2 separate regions of the Mus musculus genome follow, and region 2 is linked to region 1. The links are chromatin contacts, called in public Hi-C maps. All regions are on one chromosome and are shown on one strand. Each heading gives the region's core, a stretch centred on a gene start, on an enhancer-like site or on the middle of the called end of the contact. The rest is flanking DNA. Distances are from core to core; before and after follow the strand shown. Region 1 holds the start of Rps6ka3 (ribosomal protein S6 kinase polypeptide 3). Region 2 has its middle 56 kb from the start of Rps6ka3.

What was found. A called contact is a pair of places that touch in the nucleus more often than the background predicts.
Region 2: a Hi-C map of peritoneal macrophages shows a contact between it and region 1, with 2.6 times the contacts expected there. The contact joins the enhancer-like site here to the promoter of Rps6ka3 in region 1. A contact is called at or near these places in 2 of 15 datasets of contacts at CTCF or cohesin (large pre-B cells and pro-B cells), 28 of 484 Hi-C or Micro-C datasets (B cells, the Ba/F3 cell line, CD4 T cells and 17 more), 8 of 115 datasets of contacts at active chromatin or transcription factors (CD8 T cells, the SCID.adh cell line, bone marrow-derived dendritic cells and 5 more) and 1 of 9 other capture datasets (liver).

Annotation. Positions count from the first base shown.
Region 1 is chrX:159,254,138-159,257,949 of GRCm38.p6, reverse strand. It overlaps Rps6ka3 (ribosomal protein S6 kinase polypeptide 3), which reads right to left and starts at 2,168. Exons shown (of 22, transcript NM_148945.2): 1 at 1,762-2,168. The coding sequence starts at 1,830.
Region 2 is chrX:159,197,881-159,201,692 of GRCm38.p6, reverse strand. No RefSeq gene overlaps it. Among named protein-coding and RNA genes, the nearest start is that of Rps6ka3, 56 kb to the left of the region's middle. Within about 2 kb of position 2,067, at least 51 of the 459 cell types and tissues checked have an H3K27ac peak or open chromatin away from gene starts, as enhancers often do. A contact at or near this core is called in B cells, CD8 T cells, CD8 central memory T cells and 12 more, where this site is marked.

The sequences.
Region 1 (3,812 bases), core at 919-3,418:
AAAAACCTAAAATAAAAAGCAGATTATAAGAAAATACAATTTCTTCGACAGGTTCAGCAATTTTAACCACCTTTATAGCTGTATTTTAAATGCAAATTTTTTTCTTTAAGAAAAAATGAAGAGGCTCCCTTGCCATACTGTTTTTCCACACTACCCATTCAAATGACGGTTAAGCATTCTAAGTTTAACTTTATTATTAAAGATTTATAGTATCATATTGGCTCTAAATTCAAATAAAATTCTTGTATTCTGCCAGTCGTAAAAACACGATTTCCTTTTTTACACCAGCCTTTCCTTTAAAAAAAAAAGTAACATATACCTATGTCTTTGCTATTTTAGAACAGCATTATCCAGTAGTAAATTATTAAGCATGAACTTGTAAGCTTTATTACAACTCTTCCTGCATTTAAGAACAAGTAAATATTTTTATATGGTAGTGGAGGTGACAGGGGAGAAAAATTAGAAAAAACGATCTGAACGGATTCCTCCCTCCCCCTCTCCCCCCTCCCAGAGAATGTCAGCGTCCCGCATCTCACACCAAACTGAGCCCGAGTTTTACTGACGTAACCAGTAACCCTACCCACCTCTCACACTGCGGAGGCCGATGGGGGCAGTGGCTGCCGCCAAGTACACCACTCATCAGAGCCTGCCCCATTCCACCCCCGCGTTTCAGTCATGCTTTCCAGAAATGGGGTCACTCGCTCAGTAACTATTACACACACCCAGCCTATCATTCTGTAATCCCCTAAAGTCCGCTGCGAGGATAGAATTCAGCGAAAAGTCAAGAAAGAGGAATCACAGACGCGCCACCATCAGGAACTGATTTTCCACTCTGGAGAGGAGCGCTGATACCCTGGAATGGATCTTGTCTGCATTATTTTTTTAGATCGCCAGTTGATTCTGGGACAGTGGCGGCTGTGAAAAGCTCGGTGCTGGGATGTGTCCGCGGAAATTCTGTTTTGCCTTGTTTGGGTATACTGTTTGGGTTTCTGACACTGGGGTGGGTATCTCAGGGCCGATCATCAGATCCCGGGAGAGGAAAATCAGATAGCCCTTTTACAGCGTCCGCTGATCTCCTTGAATTTCACCCGCTCACCTCCATGGACAGGAAGCAAAAGTTATACTGGGGTCTTCCAACTCAGTGACCTCAAAACCTAGGAGTAGGGGACCTAAGGCGCTCCGTTTTTCTTTTGCAGCAGCGGCAGAGAGCGCTGCGGCAGACTGACCGGGGTGTGGGGGGATCCCTCAGTCCTGGACCCCTTACTCAAAACCCTCCCGGCTTGGCTCGCCCACCTTGCCCTGTGGGCGCCCGTCTCCCTGTAGCAAACCCCTCCGGCGGCCAGACTGAAGTCTTGGCTCCTGGTGAACCGAATCCAAAGTCTCTAAGATTCCGGAGAAGACCCTAGAGCCGGCAGGGCCAAACTTCCCAACTCCCCGCCGCCGGCTCCTGCTTTGCCTCCTGCTTCCCCCACGCAAAGTTGATTAAAACAGGCTCTTTGCAAAGCCTCAGCGCCCACTCCAAACCCCACGCGCCGCCACACCGGCACCCCCCAACCCCAAAAGCAGGGAGAGGCGAGGGTGCGGGAAGGAGACACAGACAGATCGGCAAAGCCCAACGACCCAAAGCAGAATCTCGCCCCGGGAACAAGATGTGAGCCGGCGGCGGAGGTGGTCTAAGGGGGGCAGCTCCGGGGAAGAGAGCTAGCGCCGGCGGGGGCGTGGGGAAGGGGCGCGCCTGCCCTGCCGCACGGCTGCACTCACCTCCGCGCTGTCGGAAGGGCTCTCCACAGCCATCTTCTGCCACGGGTCCGCCAGCTGCGCCAGCGGCATCTTTCCCCCCCTCCCCGGCCCGCCGCCGCCTTCACCGCCTCCTCCCTCCCCACCCGCCCCACAGCCGGCTCGGCTCCTTAGCCACTCGAGCTCCAAGGCAGAGCCGAGAAGCAGCAGCCGGGCAGCCGCGGCTCCCCCGAGAGCGAGCTCGACGCCGACGCCGACGCCGACCACCCGAACGCCCAGCGCCTAGCCACAGCCGCCCGCACTCCAAGCGAGAGCCTTGCGCCGCCGCCAGGCACCAGGGCTCGCCCCTTTCTTCCTCTCCTCCTTCCGCCGCCCGGACTACGGCTCCGCCCCCCGCCTCCCCTCCCCGCCGCTTCCCGCGCCCGATCCCAGCAGAACAGCGACGGCCGCGCGCTCCCCCACTTCCGCTCACAACATGGCGTCTAAGCGATACCTGTCTCTCTAGAGCGAGGCTGGGCGGCCTCCGCCACCACCGCGCGCACCCAGGGGCGGGGCCAGTGCCGGACACGCCCCCTGGCTGGCCGCTCGGCGCCGCCCCTTTTCCACCTCCTACCCCTTCCTCCTCCTCCTCCTCCTCCTCCTCCTCCTCCTCCTCCTCCTCCTCCTCCACCTCCTCTCTCTAGCCTCAGCTTCTGGGCCTCGCCTACTTTCAGGAAGGGCGAGCCCAAAAAATTTGGGGGCGTTGGCGGGAGATGGGGTGGGGAGAGAAATGGGCTCTGCGGGGCGGACGAGGTGCCTTTGACTGCCACGAGTCCTAACAGCTCGGAGACTAGTTGAGAATAGGAGAGCAGAGGGGTTCGCGCTCAGCTGGTGAAGCTGGGCAAGGCGCTGGGGGCGCAGTCCGGTGGTAGCAGCCCCAGGCGGAGGCAGGAGGTGTCTTTTCGGCCTTTCTCCTCCAGGGGTGCGCGTGGGCGCGCCTAGGCTATGGGCACATCCCCTCCTGGCCCAAGACTCTCCTCCTTCAGGGTCACAAGCTGGGTATTCATTCACCTGACCCCTTTTCTCCTGCTTGGACGGGGACTCAAGAGGCTTCTTTCCCGGGAGCTAGCCACACATACGTACGTTCGGCTCCCAATTTGATTCAAAGCTTTTCGAGTTGACTCTCGTGTTCAATGTTTAGTACTTTGGAAATTTTTCGTCCCACCCTACCTCCGCCCTAATAACCCTTCCCAAGTGCATAGAGCCCTCGAGTTTCGGCCCAGACTGTCACACTCCTCCCTTGCTACCTAAAGCTTAAAAGAAAACAGGTTCCTTAAGGTTGCCCTTCTTGGCAGAGATTAAGGAGTTAGTAAAAATATCTTCTAGGCAGGAGCGCGGGGTTCCTGCTTCTCCGTTGACTTTAAATAAAAGATTAGATTTTTTTTTTTAAATCAAGCTGGTCGTAGGCGGAGGAGAAAGGGAGGGGAGGTTGTGACTCCTCCTCCTGCCCGAGAAGAGGAAGCCCTAGGTTAAGGGAACCCAATCCTCAGTCGGCAACGGAGCCACAGAATTCTAAGAGTTCGAGAATTAATGGCTGGGCGCTCTGAGTGGATTCCGGGAAGGCTCAGTCCTGGGTTCTCGAGCCCGCTGCTTAGATGCGCTGAGTATGTCTGGGATGTGTAAAAGTCGCTGGGCTGAGTGGAAAGCTACTGCAGCCCCTGGCTAACCGCCCTGCATCGGAAAGAAACACACACACACACACACACACACACACACACACACACACACACACACACACACACACACACACACACATCTCAGGCCAGCTTGTCTACCCAGTCCACATATCTCAGGCCAGCTTGTCTCCCCAGTCCCCAAGGCCTGGAGGGAGGCATCTCTAGCCTCCCACGCTTGGCTACCACAGCGCGTCCCCCCGCTGCGCTCTCCCTGCATGCCTTTTAACAGTTTCCTTTAATCATCCCAGGATCCAGACACCTGGAGTGTCCCCGCCTCACTCCCTTCAGCAGGTGTGAGAATGACCTTACAACCCCACACCTAGCTGGCCCGGGCTGTGGGAGCTGTGCGAGGTTTCTTGC
Region 2 (3,812 bases), core at 818-3,317, 56 kb after region 1:
GTGTCTCCAATTGACCCTAACCAACATTCTTACCCTGATCTTTGACACCACTCCCCGCAAAGCCTTTGGAATTATGCTGCTCGGGACAGGATATGTTTTCCCACCTTGCCACTCAGTTTTCACTGTCCACTTTGCTTTTGATGACCTTACTTTTTCTATGCCTTTCTAGATCAAAGGGATCACTCATGTTTGGCCTCCGCTGTAACACTCTGAAATTCCATTTTGCCTCCCCCCTTTACGGCTACTGCTCCCTTGTTGGACAGGACTTTATGTATTTATGTCTTCTCTTCTGAACTAGAAAGAAGCCATTTAGACAAAATTAGGCTTATTTGTCTCTTTAGCTCCTGTACTTTTTAGTTTAGTGCAAAGAACATAATTAATGAAGATAGACAGATAAATGACAGACATATGGTTATTGAACTCGAATACCACAAATGTAATGTCTTGCTCGAACATAATTTTAAAGACTATTCGGACTTACTTTCAAATTTGTAGAAGAGCTGCAAGAGTTAAAAAAAATAGTATGAACAATTCCAACAATTGTGAAGCTGAAGTAGGAGAATTGTGAGTGAGGTCAATCCTAGTGAGTTCCAGCTGAAGTAGGAGAATTGTGAATGAGGTCAATCCTAGTGAGTTCCAGGCCAACCTGGGATGAAATTGCTTCTGTTTCAAAAAGCAGAAAAAATAGTAGAAAGGGCATCTGCATAGTTTCCTGGGCTTTTTCCTACTGAAATGTTTTATTTCACTTTATTTCTATGTACTTTATCAATCCATCCATCCATTCATCTATCCATTAATTTATCTACCCATTTCTCTACCGTTTCTCCCCCAGTATTTTACTAAATCACAAGAGTAAGTTGCTTTCAACATGTCTTTACTCTTAAATATTTTTGTATGAGTTTTCTAAAACCTAACCACAGCAGAATTATTATAATCTCTTATCACCTTAATATTGATATCACACATTTATTTGGTCCTTATACCACTTTTGTCAGTTGATCTGACAATGTCCTTTATGACAGCATTTCCCTGCAACATAGGATTTGACTGTTGGATCCTTTATTACTCTTAATTATCACGTTTTTTCCGTCTCCTTAAATCTGCAACACTTCAACAGCCTTTCTTTGTTTTTTATAATATTGTTATTGTTCACATTGACCCTCAAGCCCTCTTTTTAAAGAAATTAGAACTTGTTGTGAAGTTTTAGTCATTAATGACAGTATTTTAAATTTTGCAATGCAGGACCTTCTGTTTTATTTTTTCACAATACTTTTCTCCTTAGTTAAGTAGAGCTAGAGTGGAAGAGGAAATCACAAATCTCTTTCTCCTCTAGCTTCTGCTGGCTTGCAGGCTGAAGAGGAAGAAAAGTCAATAGAGGAAGCGAGAGAGTAAACTGAGAAGTTGAAATCAAAGTGGTGGGCCGCTGACTCTTGACTGTGGTGTGACTCTGAACTCAAAGCGTTTTTTAGAGACAGCATTCAACATAGTTAAATAAAATTGCTATGCTATAGGAAAGGAAGGCATTAGTAATTTCCGTTGACTATGAGTAGAAACAGAGACACTGACAGGCTCAGTAACGTTTATGCTTTGAATCTGAGACACAGTGATGGATAGTAGAAATAGAACTGATATAAAGAAGGATATTTGAGTCTATTTACTACTGTTGTTGTCAAATCAGTCTGTAAATTGAGCAAGTCATATCACCCCCAAATCTTGGTGTCAGGGTTTGAAGTGGACTCATTTTACTCTGCTTCCTTCAGTGGGTCTATGATTCATTGGTAACAAATTCCAGCATACTTTAGATGTGTATTTATGAATACTGGGCTAGCCACTGTAGATGTAATGATGAGTAGAGCCCAGTTTTTGTTCTCAGGGAGCTTCCAGATATTGGTGGGGAGCAGACATTTGACCAAAGAATTTAAATCCATGGCAATAAGAATCACTTTCAAGTACACAGCCAAGAGAGAAAGTAAACAACTATGTGTGTGGGTGGGGTGGGGGGAACATATGCCATTACACATTCATAGAGGAAGTGACTGTGGTTGTTGAACTGAGTCTTAAAGTGGGTACAGGGCAGTCAGGCAAGAGCTGCATGGATGTTTGCAAAACCAATGTACTTTCAATCTGCTGTATACAGTGTACCAGAGATAAAGTCAGAGTAATAAGGCTAAAAAGATAACTGGGGGTGGTAGCACTGTAACTGGGTGTTGTTTCCAAGTAGAGAAGAATTAGAGGCTGTGAATGAAGGAAGGGATTAGACTTATGGAAAGACCAGTGTTGATAAAAGGTAGGATCATAGATAAAGGACTAAGAGTGAGGAGAGGAAGCAGTAGAGGATTTGGAGGCTTATTTAGGTCGAAGACTTGAGACCTAAGAAAGTTTACTCATTGACTGTGGCAGCAGGTAGGAAGACAGCATACGAATTCCACACTTCGGATTTGCTAGTTGACTGAACTGTGGTGCTATTTATTGCAACTGGAAGTCCTTAAGGAGACGCTGGATTGGAGGATGCGTAATGAACCCATTCTGTCTATGTTGGCCTTGAAGAATATGTTGGACATCGTACAAACTGACTTGAAATTCAAGAAAGAAACACAGGATGGAGACATATTTAGTTGTTAGATGTATTAGCAGTTGTATCTAGGGACAGTGAAACTTTAGAAAGGACTGGGGCCAAGAAGGAAGAACATAAAATCACTTGCTATTAGATCCTGATTCTTATTTGACGAGATCTTTCTAGCTGTATTGTATCAGCCAAATAATACCAATCTCCCTTTTCCCCCACTTAAGGTTGATGTCAACTTGTGGGAATTTGAAATTAAAAATCTAGCTGATGGATATTCTACCCTGGGAAACACTAGGAAGAACCATTTGCTAAGCTTCCACTGCCTTTCTTGCCATAATAGTTATAAGTTGCTTGTTACTATTGATATGATATGTGGATATATCTGAATATATGATATTGATATATTATACAAAACGAATCAGCATCCTCTGTGCTGTCTCCACTTTGAAGTGTCTTCAGTATGAACACTAAAGAGCGTTTTAATTAGTTGTGGAGAGGACTGAAATACAACTGAAGGTCTCTGATTCTAAATTATACCTATGTCAACCACTGAGGCTTCTATTTGACCTGGTATTTACCTTCCAACAGACCAGAGACCAGGCCAGTGGTAAAGGTGGGTAGAGAGGGGGAAACAGAATTGTGTGTTGAAGAATTTGTGAAACCATCAGGGTCTTGGTCTTTTGATTACTGCTTATCTTCAACACTAAATCTGAAATCGAAAAGTCCGAGAGGAACTCAACTATTGATGGTGTGATCTCAAACCTGTATCTCCCAATTACACCATCCTTGAGAAGGCTCTCAATACTCATTCCTTAACTAGGCAGAATAGACGTTCAGAATAGAAGGAAGCAGCAGAATTTCTCAGATAAGTCAATGACTGGCTCAAGCTAGTTCTTAATGAGTGAGGCACCATAGAAGAGTCTAGTCTGAATGAACAAGATGTCAAGTTACCTTATACTTCCATTTTCTCTCAAATTAGTCAATAACTCATGCAAACTCTATAAAGGGTACAGGGATAAAGACAGACAAAATTTCTTCTGCATTTCTTAGTGATATTGGCAGTCTGAAAACAATAGGTTGTCTCTTAAGACAAATGTGTCTTAGAGTAGTAGGTCCATTTTAAATCCCATAACTAATAAATCAAGGCTGTGCTGTAGATAAGGGCCAAGTCTACTGTAAATTTTAAAAAAGTCTGGCACATAACATCTTTTTATTTTTTCTCTCTTCCCCACTGCCCACATAACAT